4 separate regions of the Mus musculus genome follow, and all the other regions are linked to region 1. A link is a contact called in public promoter capture Hi-C data. All regions are on one chromosome and are shown on one strand. The core of a region is the stretch at or near the end of the contact, and the rest is flanking DNA. Distances in the headings are between cores, read along the strand shown.

The links. Promoter capture Hi-C pulls out the DNA fragments that hold promoters and counts their contacts.
Region 2: a promoter capture Hi-C map of cranial neural crest shows a contact between it and region 1. The contact joins the enhancer-like site here to the promoter of Dusp13 in region 1. A contact is called at or near these places in 14 of 39 promoter capture datasets (the C10 cell line, cranial neural crest, embryonic stem cells and 7 more), 8 of 484 Hi-C or Micro-C datasets (the G1E-ER4 cell line, Sertoli cells, bone marrow-derived macrophages and 3 more), 30 of 115 datasets of contacts at active chromatin or transcription factors (the 230-238 cell line, the NIH/3T3 cell line, astrocytes and 19 more) and 5 of 9 other capture datasets (adipose tissue, embryonic stem cells, liver and 2 more).
Region 3: a contact with region 1 is called in a promoter capture Hi-C map of embryonic stem cells, with 5 times the contacts expected there. The contact joins the promoter of Plau here to the promoter of Dusp13 in region 1. A contact is called at or near these places in 4 of 39 promoter capture datasets (embryonic stem cells, hippocampal neurons and liver), 1 of 115 datasets of contacts at active chromatin or transcription factors (embryonic stem cells) and 1 of 9 other capture datasets (embryonic stem cells).
Region 4: a contact with region 1 is called in a promoter capture Hi-C map of hippocampal neurons, with 5 times the contacts expected there. The contact joins the promoter of Camk2g here to the promoter of Dusp13 in region 1. A contact is called at or near these places in 7 of 39 promoter capture datasets (cranial neural crest, embryonic stem cells, frontonasal cranial neural crest and 4 more), 1 of 15 datasets of contacts at CTCF or cohesin (embryonic stem cells), 3 of 484 Hi-C or Micro-C datasets (the N1E-115 cell line and embryonic stem cells) and 1 of 9 other capture datasets (adipose tissue).

Annotation. Positions count from the first base shown.
Region 1 is chr14:21,740,094-21,742,793 of GRCm38.p6, reverse strand. Dusp13 (dual specificity phosphatase 13) reads left to right here and starts at 1,296. Exons shown (of 4, transcript NM_001374075.1): 1 at 1,296-1,764; 2 at 2,517-2,690. The coding sequence starts at 1,412.
Region 2 is chr14:21,085,216-21,088,154 of GRCm38.p6, reverse strand. All of the region lies in intron 1 of Adk (adenosine kinase), which reads right to left. Among named protein-coding and RNA genes, the nearest start is that of Adk, 34 kb to the right of the region's middle. Within about 2 kb of position 1,279, at least 112 of the 459 cell types and tissues checked have an H3K27ac peak or open chromatin away from gene starts, as enhancers often do. A contact at or near this core is called in the G1E-ER4 cell line, the NIH/3T3 cell line, adipose tissue and 8 more, where this site is marked.
Region 3 is chr14:20,835,221-20,838,186 of GRCm38.p6, reverse strand. It overlaps Plau (plasminogen activator, urokinase), which reads right to left and starts at 1,525. Exons shown (of 11, transcript NM_008873.3): 1 at 1,453-1,525; 2 at 1,052-1,138; 3 at 547-577; 4 at 302-409. The coding sequence starts at 1,108.
Region 4 is chr14:20,792,623-20,795,602 of GRCm38.p6, reverse strand. Camk2g (calcium/calmodulin-dependent protein kinase II gamma) reads left to right here and starts at 1,515. Exons shown (of 21, transcript NM_001360186.1): 1 at 1,515-1,702. The coding sequence starts at 1,638. Gm30108 (predicted gene, 30108) reads right to left here and starts at 1,364. Exons shown (of 2, transcript NR_153779.1): 1 at 1,143-1,364.

The DNA of each region.
Region 1 (2,700 bases), core at 47-2,546:
CCAGACACCTCGATGTCCTTCTGTGAGAACGCTAGCCCCACTTGGTCTGTGCTCCCTAAGAGAAGAGGGGAGACAGAGAGGGAACAGCAGAGGAGACCAGGAGAAATGTGTTCTGAGGTTACAGCTAAAGAGGTAGGTGGCAAACAGCTGCCACGTCCCAGGCTGCTGAGCAAGGCCCGAGGTATGCAGGGTGGTATTCTAGAAGGCTATCCTGGGACAAACTGAAAGACAGACAACAGAGAGCAAGCTAGAGATGCTACTAGTGCCAACAAAAGGTAAGTATGTGTAGCTCTGTATACAGAGGCAGTGTGGGCAAGAAAGCCACTGTTGACAGAAGCAACTTCTCTGCTGAAGTTTCAGGGAAGTAGAAGCCAGGTAGCACTAGAGAGCCACGGGAGGACTATCATGAATGTGAACAGGGGCCTGATCCTACAAGACATTCAGCCATGGCTCCTTCTGACATAGCTGGGCCCTCCCTACACCAGGGGGTAGCAGAATCCCTGGGCTTTCTTTTGGGGGGGGTGCCTAAAGCTTAAGGAATGGCTCACTGAGTGAGCTGCTGGGCCTGGCTCTGATAGGTGAAAGGAACCCTCAGTGGACCAGAGCAGATAGCTGGGCTACATATAGCCCTAAGTAGGACCTGACCAGGAAACCCTAAGTCTAAGAAAAATCTTTCCTACAGGTCTGAGTTAGACCAGGGAAGTTAAGGACATCCCCTAATCCCCACCACCGAGCTCCTGGGACACAGTTGGGCTGCCTAGCAGCCACTGGCCACTAGAGGGCAGACTTACCCCATGCCAAATTGAGCAGGCCTGTGAGGGGCCTACGGTTTCCCGAAATCCCTGTCTAGTTCCACTCATAGCTGGAGGAGTCTAGCTGGTGGCCTCAGGCCAGAGTGGCTATTGGACTTCCCTGGATTCAGAGATCCTCCACCCTAATATTCCTTTCCCTGGTGTTACTTCATATAGCGTCATTCCCTTCTCTTGCAGCCAGCAGAATACCAGAGAGCAGAGAAAAGAAACTAAGGCCCAGATAGGAATGAAAACTTGCCTAGGTCCCAGGATATATCCTTGTCAAATTTTAAGGGGAGTCTGTTCCCTAGGCATCTCTTCAGGTGGTCCCCATCTTCAGGACAAGTGTTTTCAATAGCAGAGACACCAGGGAGAGATGTTAGGCCACTGCTCCTGTCCCCGCAGCTCAGGTCTGTCTTCATCTTGCCCCACATCCCCATTGGCTCACATGCATGGACCTGGAATTCTAGGCGCATAACAGCATTTGTGTTCTGGATGGAACCTGCTTTAGGACTGTTCCACTCAGCCTGCCCCTGCACCTAGTCCCCCATTCCTGGCCCCAGACCATGCCCTAGGTAGGTGGCAGGCCACTCAGCCTGCCAGAGAGGTCACAGAGGGGGATGAGGGAGAAAGGCCGGCCCTCTCTTCCACCCAGCTCATCATCCACTGGCTGGGTGAGTGTGGCCAAGCCAGTGGCCTCCTGGGTGCCCATCTCTTTTTCTGGTTTTGGCAGTGCCTGCCAGAGGGAAAAGGCATTCTACCCAGTCTGTACCTACTCGAGTTACTCTTTGAGGGGACCAGGGGTAGTTGACCAAGGTAGGTTCCCCTTCCCTCTAAGGTACCAGGCTCAGGTTCTGGTGCCTCTGACACCTCAGCTCTGCAAGGGCCCAGATGGACTAAGCCAGATGACTCCAGACATAACCCACTCCTTCCGGGTGAGGCCTGTACAGGTGTACTGGCCTGAACCACAAGGGTAAGGAGGAAAAAAGCCCGGGGCCTGTAAGTGGATGTGTAGCTCATCCCTGACAGCTCCCTAGAGGAGACACATCAGTTGGTGACCACCCTCTGGCAACTGGAAGGCTTGGGGAATGAACTGAAGGCACACACTGGATATCAAGCTCAGGGTAGTCTTTAGCCATTTGTCATTTGTCATTGGTGTCAGTGTGAAACATGGAACACAGCACAAGGGATACAGCCTGCTTATGAGCGACACCAGCTCACTTGGTGTGAACAAGCTGACTAATGCCCACTTGTGGCTGGACTGTAACCCTGGACAGTGCTTTGACCTCCTCTAGCATCAGCCTTAGAAACAGCCAGGGTGGGAGCTACAGATGAGCTGCCTGGCTTTGGAGGGACATCCTAGGTCCTCTCCAAGAGCCTCCGCCAGCTGGGGTTTCCAGTGACTAAAGGGGTACGGTCTGCACAGATTAGCCCTACAGAGATTCCCCACGGTCCCTAAGACCAACATTTCTAACATCCGTTGCCTCAGGAAAGGTACGCTTAGCGCCATGGAATTGACAAGAGAGTTCTAGTTCTCCTTGTTCCCAGGGAAAAGGTTCTAGGTTCCAGGCCAGCTGAGCCGGGTAATAGCCTCATTCAGCATAGCTGAGGCTGGCCCCCACAGCATCCCACTGGCTCCTGGTACTGCAACACAGGTCTCCCTGTCCACTGGACCCACGCTTGGGGAGCCTGTTCCAGCTACTGTCCTGTTTACTCTGTTCCCAGAATGGACTCGCTACAGAAGCAGGAACTTCGGAGGCCAAAGATTCATGGGGCAGTCCAGGTGTCCCCCTACCAGCCACCCACACTGGCCTCTCTGCAGCGATTGCTGTGGGTCCGTCGGACTGCCACACTGACCCACATCAATGAGGTCTGGCCCAACCTTTTCTTGGGAGATGCGTAAGTAAGA
Region 2 (2,939 bases), core at 30-2,529, 650 kb after region 1:
AGAAATTACCAAAGGAGTAGAAGGTTGAAGATGCTAGACAGAAGAAAAGTGACGTGTGTCTAAAGCATTGCACTATTTCCTCACGAATGAATGGGGCCATTCGAGCAATTTCCTGACAGGGTCTGGCCTGACTGACAAAGCAACTACATAAGTGACCGTTTGTCTCAGTATCTTTTTTATACCTAACACTGAAATATTGACATGTTTGCCACATTTGTCTGCTTGAGACAGGGTCTTGTTGTGTAGTCTAGGCTGCTCTGTGATTCATGTCCAGGCATGGGCCACCCCACCCAGCTTATAAATGAATAATAATTTTCAGACTGCAAAACTGACTCATCCTTTTACAATTATAAGAGCTCCAAAGGAGAAGAAAATACATAACCAGCTATGGGAGAGTGGCTGAATGCAGGTAGGGCAGCTAGCTTCCTAGTGGTTTTACTTAAGGTCTTAGTAGATTTGTATCAACCTGACACTAGTTAGAATTATCTAGGAAGAAGAAACTCAATTGAGAAAACACCTGCAGGCAATTTGGTAGGCCATTTTCTTGATTAATGATTGATGTGAAAGGCCAGGGGGGTTGGAGTGCACCCTGAGCAAGCAGGCAGATCTAGGTTGTATATGAAAGCAAACTAAACAAGGCAGGAGGAGAGGGCCACTAAGCAGCATCGCTTCAGAGCCATGCTTGGGTTCCCCAGCGGCCTGCCCTGCCTGTGTTCTTGTGCTGCCTTCCTTTGACAATGGACTGGGATCTGGGCTGTACACAGAAATAAACCCTATCCTCTCCGAGTTGCTTTTACAGTTTTATCACAGGAATAGAGATCCCTCTCTGCCTCTCCCCAGTTTCATAGTGATTCTGAGAAGAAACAACCCTCACAGACTGAAGCCAGATGCCAGGCAGCCCCTGAGAGGTGAGAAATGTGCTGGTACACTATCAAAGCTCTATTTCGGAGAACTGCAATCATTTCAGCTAACTGACAGGTCCTTCAGAAGCTCAAGCCTTCCCGTGTTTGAGCTGATCCTGAGCTTGCCCTGTGCTCAGAGTTTCCCAAAGAGCATCTCAAATACAACCAGCTGCAACTGTTTAACATTCCAGCTGCTTGAAGCAGTTGGAACAAACAAGTTAACCAAAAACATAAAAGGGAAAGTGTAAGGAAAAAACATCCACAGAGGGAACCTCCAGAATGTTCCTAAAATTGCAGTGGCCAAGCTTAAGGAAGACAAGGGAAGGCCCGAAGCACCCATATCTGCCTGGGCAGAAGACCGCACAAGCACAAACGACAGCTTTACTGCTGTAAGCTCTGGCTGCGTGTTTAGGATGTGCCTCGACAGGCACAGTATCTCTAAGCAGACTGGGAAACAGTAGCAAGTATAACAGGAATGTGAAAAACTGGATCCTCAGACATTGTTGGAAATGTAAAATGATGCAGCCACATTGGTAAACAGGGATGAAGTTTCTAAAGAAGGAAGAAGAGACAGAGAAGGAAGGAGACAGAAAAATGGGGGCTTTTACCTCAAAGGAACAAAAAACATGGTTTGTTCTGAAGCCAAATGTGAGTGATTATACCCAGAAATAGTTTACCAAATGCCATGTTCCAATAATGTAACAGTTTAATAAAGTTTTATAGTAACACAAGAAAATCATAAATCAAGACCCTTTCTGAATACATTGGTAGAAATATTAGAAAAGCTGGGAAATCAAACTATGGACTTCAGATGTTATCTGCAGGGGTCTGTCTGTACATTCCAAAAGATTTACCTAACGGTCACAAAGATATTAGGTCACACGGAGAGGAAGGTAATAAATGGTTATTAAGTGTGTTAAAGATAGCCCAAGATAATTTGGCTTGGCAACATTCCATCATTTCCACATCATTAAAGTTCTAATGAGTCAGTCAGCCTTTGTTGTCAGCTTCTATCCAGGAATTTTTGTTCACAAAATAACATAAAATTATCCTATGAAGCTGCATCCTTCCCTAAGAGAAACAAACATATGGCAACACAAAACTTACACATGGGTGCTCACAGTACTACTATTCACAACAGCCAGACTGAAAATAACCCATAGAGCTGGCTTAACAAAATAACCTACACATCAAAACGTATTCAACCATGAGAAGAAATGAGATACTGATAAGCTGATATGACATGGATGAACTTTAAAAACATTTTACTCGGGGGCTGGAGAGATGGCTCAGCAGCTAAAAGCACTGACTGCTCTTCTGAAGTTCAAATCCCAGCAACCACATGGTGGCTCACAACCAACTGTGATGAGATCTGGCGCCCTGCCCTCTTCTGGTGTGTCTGAAGACAGCTACAGTGTACTTATGTATAATAATAAATAAATCTTTTTTAAAAATTACATGATTGTGCTCATGACACAACAGAATAAAAATTCACAGAGGTGTCAGGCTGTGGCAGCACACACATTTAATCCCAGGCTTCAGGAGACAGAGGCAGGGTGATCTCCGAGTTCGAGGCCACCCTGGTCTACAGAGCTAGTACCAGGACAGTCAGTGCTACACAAAGAAGCTCTGTCCTGAAAACAAGACAAAAACAAAAATTTTTTAAAAATAATAATTCAGAGGCAAAAAAGTAGATTTTACAGTTTCCAAAGGATGGTTGGTACTATACAATAGGTAGAAAATGAGTGACCGCTAACAGCTATAATGTTTCATTTTTAAACTGATAAAAATGTTTCAAAACTATTCTGCAGTGATAGCTGTTGGACTCTAAGTATAAACTGATCTGTCTGCTTTAAAATTAGTTTATACTATATGACTCATATCTTTAAAATTAATTCAAACAAATGGACATAATTGGTGTTTACAAAATGCTAAATTCAACAACTGGAGCATGAGGTTTCCACTCAAAATATTATTGACTGAGCTGGGGAGAGGAACTCGTAGGTGAAGTGCTTCCATGCTACACAAGCAGGAGGA
Region 3 (2,966 bases), core at 276-2,775, 900 kb after region 1:
GGACTGGGGGTACAGATGGCTGTAACCCACCTCTATGGGTGCTGAAACTCAAACTATAGGATGTCTAGAAGAGCAGCCAGTGTTCTTAATCACTAAGCTGTCTCTCTAGCTGCGCCTCGCCCGCCTTTTGAGACAAGGACTTACTATGGAGGCCAGGCTTCAGTCTCCTCCTAAGTGCTGGGGTAACAGACCCACACCTCCAAGGCCAGCTTCTGCCTGCTTCTGCATCCCACCCATCTGTCCCTGTTCTAAGATCTCTGGTCCTCCCCCACTCCCACATTCCAAGTCCAAATCCCCATACCTATCTCACAGTGCTCCCCCTGGAATTTCCTTGGGCAGCTGCATCGGCGAATTCTGGAGAAGTACTTGTAGGACACGCATACACCTCCGTTCTGACAGCCACAGTTTGCTAGCAAATGCAAAGGAGGGGTAAGCAAGGATCAAGTGGGGAGCCAGCCTTTCAGCAGGGACAGGGAGGGTATGTCTCCTAAGGTTTTTCAAGGGTCTCTGTGCAGCCAACTATTGTGCAAGGAAGCAGATACTCACATTCATCAGGAGCTCCAAGTACACTGCCACCCTGCAAGAGATGAAGGTGACATGCTCTAGGGAATTCATGTTCAGGATAAACAGGTCCCCACCTCAAAATCCCTTCCAGTGATATTCATTCACTCATAATATTCTCTCTCTCTCTCTCTCTCTCTCTCTCTCTCTCTCTCTCTCTCTCTCTTTCTCCCACCCCACCCCTGTCTGTCTCTCCCCTTTCTGTTTATTACTAGCCAGCACCCAGACATGGACTGACTCAAGCAAACTTCACACAAACCAGGTGCCCTTGGGCTAAGGCACTCCCCGTGGCTTCTTCCTCCCTTGCCAGATAGTGCAAACCTCTTTGGGTGCACAAGCCCTCCGCTGATACATTGTCCTATTTCCTGGGAAAGCCTGGACCTGCCTTTGATGCCTAAGTTCCCCGTGCAGCCCCCATTTTTCCCCTGATGCTGCTTAAGGGATCCTGCAAGCCCCTTCCTGATGGTGCTAAAGCAGCGAGACCACTCACTTCAGAGTTTTTCACCACCAAGGCGCAGAGGAACAGGCTCGCCAGCCAGACTTTCATGGTAGTGCCGCTGGGCTCTAGACAGCAGTTCTGCAAAGGAAGGAGAAGTCAGGACAAGAAGCGGAGCAGCTTGAAGGTGGCAGAGTTACTACAGACCAAGGGAAGCCACTCCAGGTGTCCTGCGGGGCAAGCCATCAGTGACCAACCTCCCCAAGCCGGGCAGTCTCTCCCCTCTGCGGGCTCTGAATCCGCACAACACCATGGAACCTCTCTGTAGAGGGGCGCGAAGGGCTGGAGTGGTGACCTTGCCCACAGTTCCGCCAGCCAAGGTAGTGGGAAGGGAGGCATGCGGGAGCCCTGGCTGCCTCATCCCGCTAGGCTTGCTTCAGACCAACAGCACTCACCGGTGACTGCAGCGGAAGGGCGCTGGCAGACACGCAAGGACTGGATGGATGACAGACAGAGCTCTGGGGCTACAGGCTCTGCTCGGCGCTGCTCGCCCTTTATTAGGGCCCGCCAGAGCCCTGGCCCCGCCCAGGTTTGCTGGAGGGCGGCTCTCTCTCTCTCTCTCTCTCTCTCTCTCTCTCTCTCTCTCTCTCTCTCTCTCTCTCTCTCTCTCTCTCTCTCCTTTTCCTTTTCCTGCATCCCACCGCAACTGGACCGCGCTTGCTTCCCAACTTTGACGAAGTCACGGAATTTCCAGCTGAGCAAACTTAACGCAGTCTGTCTGGATCGAGCGATGATCCGGCGGCTTGAACATTCTTCCTTTCTTTCATTCACCTAGTGCGGCCCCAGTGTAGCGTGGTGAGGGCGCTCCAGCCATTGGCTCGCTGATCTCAAGCCTCTTCCTTAGTGGTTTAATCAGTTCTTCTCCAACCTGTCCCCCTACCTGCCTACGACACTGATTCAGATGTCTGATAGAGGGGTATAAGTCGCAGTTCCTTTACAACAAAAAATACCTACTAACAAAGGCTCCCACATGTCAAATGCTGAGTTCTCCAAATGCCACTAATGCAAGCAGTGAATCAGAAGACAAGAGTGAAGTTTGTCGTCAGGGAGTGTAATACTGTCATCAGAAGGTGAAAGGCAAGGTCAGATTTTATTCAGATTTGCTGTTTGGTTTAAGGTCAATCTTTGAAAGACAATTTTAAAATTTATGGCAAGGGCCAGACTTAATGGTGCACGTCTTTTATCTAAACACTAGGGAGGAAGAGGCAGGTGGATCTCTGCGAGTTCAAGCCCAGACTAATTTACATAGTGAAATCCTCAAAAATAATTATGATTTTTAAAAAAGCAGTAATGGTTACTATGTTAGGATTGTGGGAGCAAAGTCTTGGCACAGCAGCTGCTATGGAAGTGTCAATGGGTCTTTTGAAAAATGCCTATAATGAACAATCCATTTATTTGTCTGGAAAAGAATACAACCAATACAGAGGATCATAGATCAGGACTGAGTGCATACCTCACTGGTATTGTGGTTGCACACAGACACAAATAAGCAATCAAGGGGGGGTGTCTTTTTTTTAAAGATTTATTTATTTTATGTATGCGAGTGCACAGTCCTCTCTTCAGACACACCAGAAAAGAGTACCAGATCCCATTGTAGGTGGTCATGAGCCACCATGTGGCTGCTGGGAATTGAACTCAGGACCTCTGGAAGAGCAGTCAGTGATGTGAACAGTAACATGAACAGTACATTGTAACAGGATAGAAAAAAAAAGCAAGGAATACTCAAACCTCGTTAGTGTGGGCTATCAACATGCAACAACAGTGGGGGTGTCTGCTCTTCCCTTGTAGTAGAGAGGCTGTGGGTCTGAAGGAAAAGATAAAAGGAATGTTTATTTTTCACTGAATACTATTTCACACTGTTTTAAAAACTTTAAACACGTCCTCGTATCAGCCATTCTAAAAAAATAAT
Region 4 (2,980 bases), core at 266-2,765, 950 kb after region 1:
AGAGGCAGCAGTTGGCTGAGCTCCCTTCTGCCCAGTGGGGAATGGCCTCTGACTTGGGGTACAGCTGCGCGGGGGGGGGGGGGGGGGGCATCGGGAAATTGCCCTGCACATTGCTCCTCCAGAGTGGCTTTTACTTGACTCTGTCCCATAAAGTTGTAATATTGGAGACAGAGCCGTTCTATGAACACTGAGCCTGGAGCGAAGTACCCAGGGGTTCCTTTGGAGTGCACAGTTTAGTGGGAAGAAAAATACTACACAATAGCTGCAAACACTGTTTGAATAAGGTACTGAGGGTTACTCTAATATTATACATGATTTAACCCAGTAAATGCTCACAGCCCTATGAAGTATACTGCACTATTATTTCCAGTTCTCAAATAAGGCCCAGACAGATTTCATGAACTGCAGAATGCCTGAGGTCAATGATTTTCCAGACATCCGAGAGCTAGGTAGTATGATCCAAGAGTTCTCAATACTGTGTGCTAGCACTCATACTTGCAAATACATCATTACAAAATGTGATAAAGTGTCATAAATAAAAGTACTGGATGCCCACAAGAAAACGAGCATGTTTTCATCTTTTGCTTTTAGCCACTAGTGCACAAAGCCTTTTCAAGACATTCTTACTTTTATCTTTTATTACTGACCTAGGAGAGAACATTTATTTCTAAGACTGGAATGCAGGAAAGCATCACACGGGCCCGCAGGACAGCTCAGTGAGTAAAAAGATGCGTGAGCTAAGCCTGACTACCCAAGTTCCATCCCCCAATGTAGTGAAAAGAGAACCAACTCCCCAAGTTGTGTGACCTCCACACGTGCGCTGTGGCAACCATAGGGCCACAGGCATACACACACGAAACAAATAAATGGAAAGAAAGAAAGAAAGAAAGAAAGAAAGAAAGAAAGAAAGAAAGGAAGGAAGGAAGAAAGAAAGAAAGAAAAGCAAGCAAACATCTTGCCCCATGGCCTGGTTTCGCTGATAAAACCGCGGCTGAAGGTTTTCTGGTTTTGTTTTTTCTTAATGATGCCCTTGATTCTTGCACTAATCTAGAGTGTCGGCACCCTGGGGGAAGGCTGCGGGCAGCTGGCTCTGCAGTCTGGGGGCATCTCTCGAGTGTACAGTCTCACATACGCTCTTTGACCTTGGCATTTTCCGGCTTGGTTCAGGCTGCAGTCATGGGACCCACGTGTGGGGCCTCTCCCCAGACCTCGGTGGTCCAGACCCAACACCACTCAAGAACCACTTTCACACATTGGTTCCTGAGCTCTTGCAGGGTCCGCCCTGGAGGAGCCCGCAGGAGGTGTCTTCCAGTTCGGTCGGTCCCAGTGGGTGGCCGGGAGTGGGGACCCCGCGTCCTTGGCCCTCGGGTGCAGGGGGCCCAGTTCGGGCGGCTCCTGGGGCGGGGCGGGGCCGACGGTGGGAGGCCCCTCCCCGGGGGCGGGGCGGGGGCCAGCGGGGCTTGGGGGCGGGGCCGGCGGGCGGGCGCGGGGGTGTCCCTCCCTCCCTCGCTCTCTCCGGTAAAGTCTCGCGGTGCTGCCGGGCTCAGCCCCGTCTCCTCCTCTTGCTCCCTCGGCCGGGCGGCGGTGACTGTGCACCGACGTCGGCGCGGGCTGCACCGCCGCGTCCGCCCGCCAGTATGGCCACCACCGCCACCTGCACCCGCTTCACCGACGACTACCAGCTTTTCGAGGAGCTCGGCAAGTACGGCCCACCCGCCACGCGCGGCGGCCCCCCACCCTGGTCCAGGCGTCCCGGCGCTCTGCGGCTTCTCGCCCCGCCCCCCGGCCCTGCACCGGCCGCTGCAGCGCCCCCTCGACCCGCCCCACCCCCAGCTTTTCCCGCGTGCTGCCTCGGGGGCCCCTTAGCCCCGGGTTCCCGGTCCCGCAGCCCCCTCCGCGCCCTGCAGCAGCTGCCAGGCTGCTGCACCCGGCGCCGCCGCGGGAACTGCAGCCCCGGGACTGCTCCGGGGCGCCTTCCAGCCCCGCCCCTCCCGCACCCTTCAGACGCTCCCCTCCCTCGACCCCGCCTGTCCACCGCCCCCTCCCCACCCAGCTCCGGAGCCCACTCAGCACCGGCCCCCCAGTTCCCACGCGCCCGGCACTCAGGACCCTCCCCGGCTCTGCAGTTCCAGCCCCGCTGCGGTGCCGGGGTGTGGGGAGATGTTTAGTGCCGGGCCCCGCCCCCCCGCTAGTGCGGCTTCCAGGATCCCAGCCTTGCTGCTGGGCAGTGCTGCGGCACCCCCGGCCCCTCCCCCCATCCCTGCAGTGGTCCCAGGAGCCGTGCGCCGCAGCCGCAGCATCCCCCTCCCCTCCGCACTGAGCTGGCCGCCGCCGCAGCCCGGGTCCCCGCCACCCCCACCCGCGGTGCAGAGCCTGGCCACTGCAGCCCCCGCTCTGCCCGCCCCCCTAGATATTTCCAGAGCCCGAGATCGCAGCCCATTTGGCGGGTCACGTACAGGAAAATAGCACGGGGAAGGGGAGTTACTGCTGTCACAATCAGAGCTGTCTTTCCTCTGTTTCCCTGCTGTCAGTTGAGCGGGGATGCTGTGGGTTTAAGCCAGTTGAGCGGATCTTGAGCGTCACTTTCTCCCAGGCTTAAGGGAAATTTCTCAGGAAACCATACCTTCTGTTTAATCCCTCCTTTTCCCTACTTTCAATTATTTCTGCTGAGAGGAGGAACAAGGTCTCCCTGTTCTTCTCTCTCCTGGTTGCCTTTGCTGGGACCACAAGGCAATCAGTGAGATGCAGCAGGTGTGTATTTGAAGCATCGCCCACCAGTCTGAGGTTTGAGGCTGTTGGAACTAGATGGGAGCCAGGTGGTGCTCCACCCACATCTGTTTAGGGCCATCGGGTGGGCTTACCATTCTTAAGTTAGCTGTTGATTGTCCCTACAAGTCTGGTGGTTGGAGCATGGCTGTCCTCATCTGAAGTATGTGTGTGTCACTTTGCTTGGCGCTGTGTCCCAGTTCTTTCCCCCTTC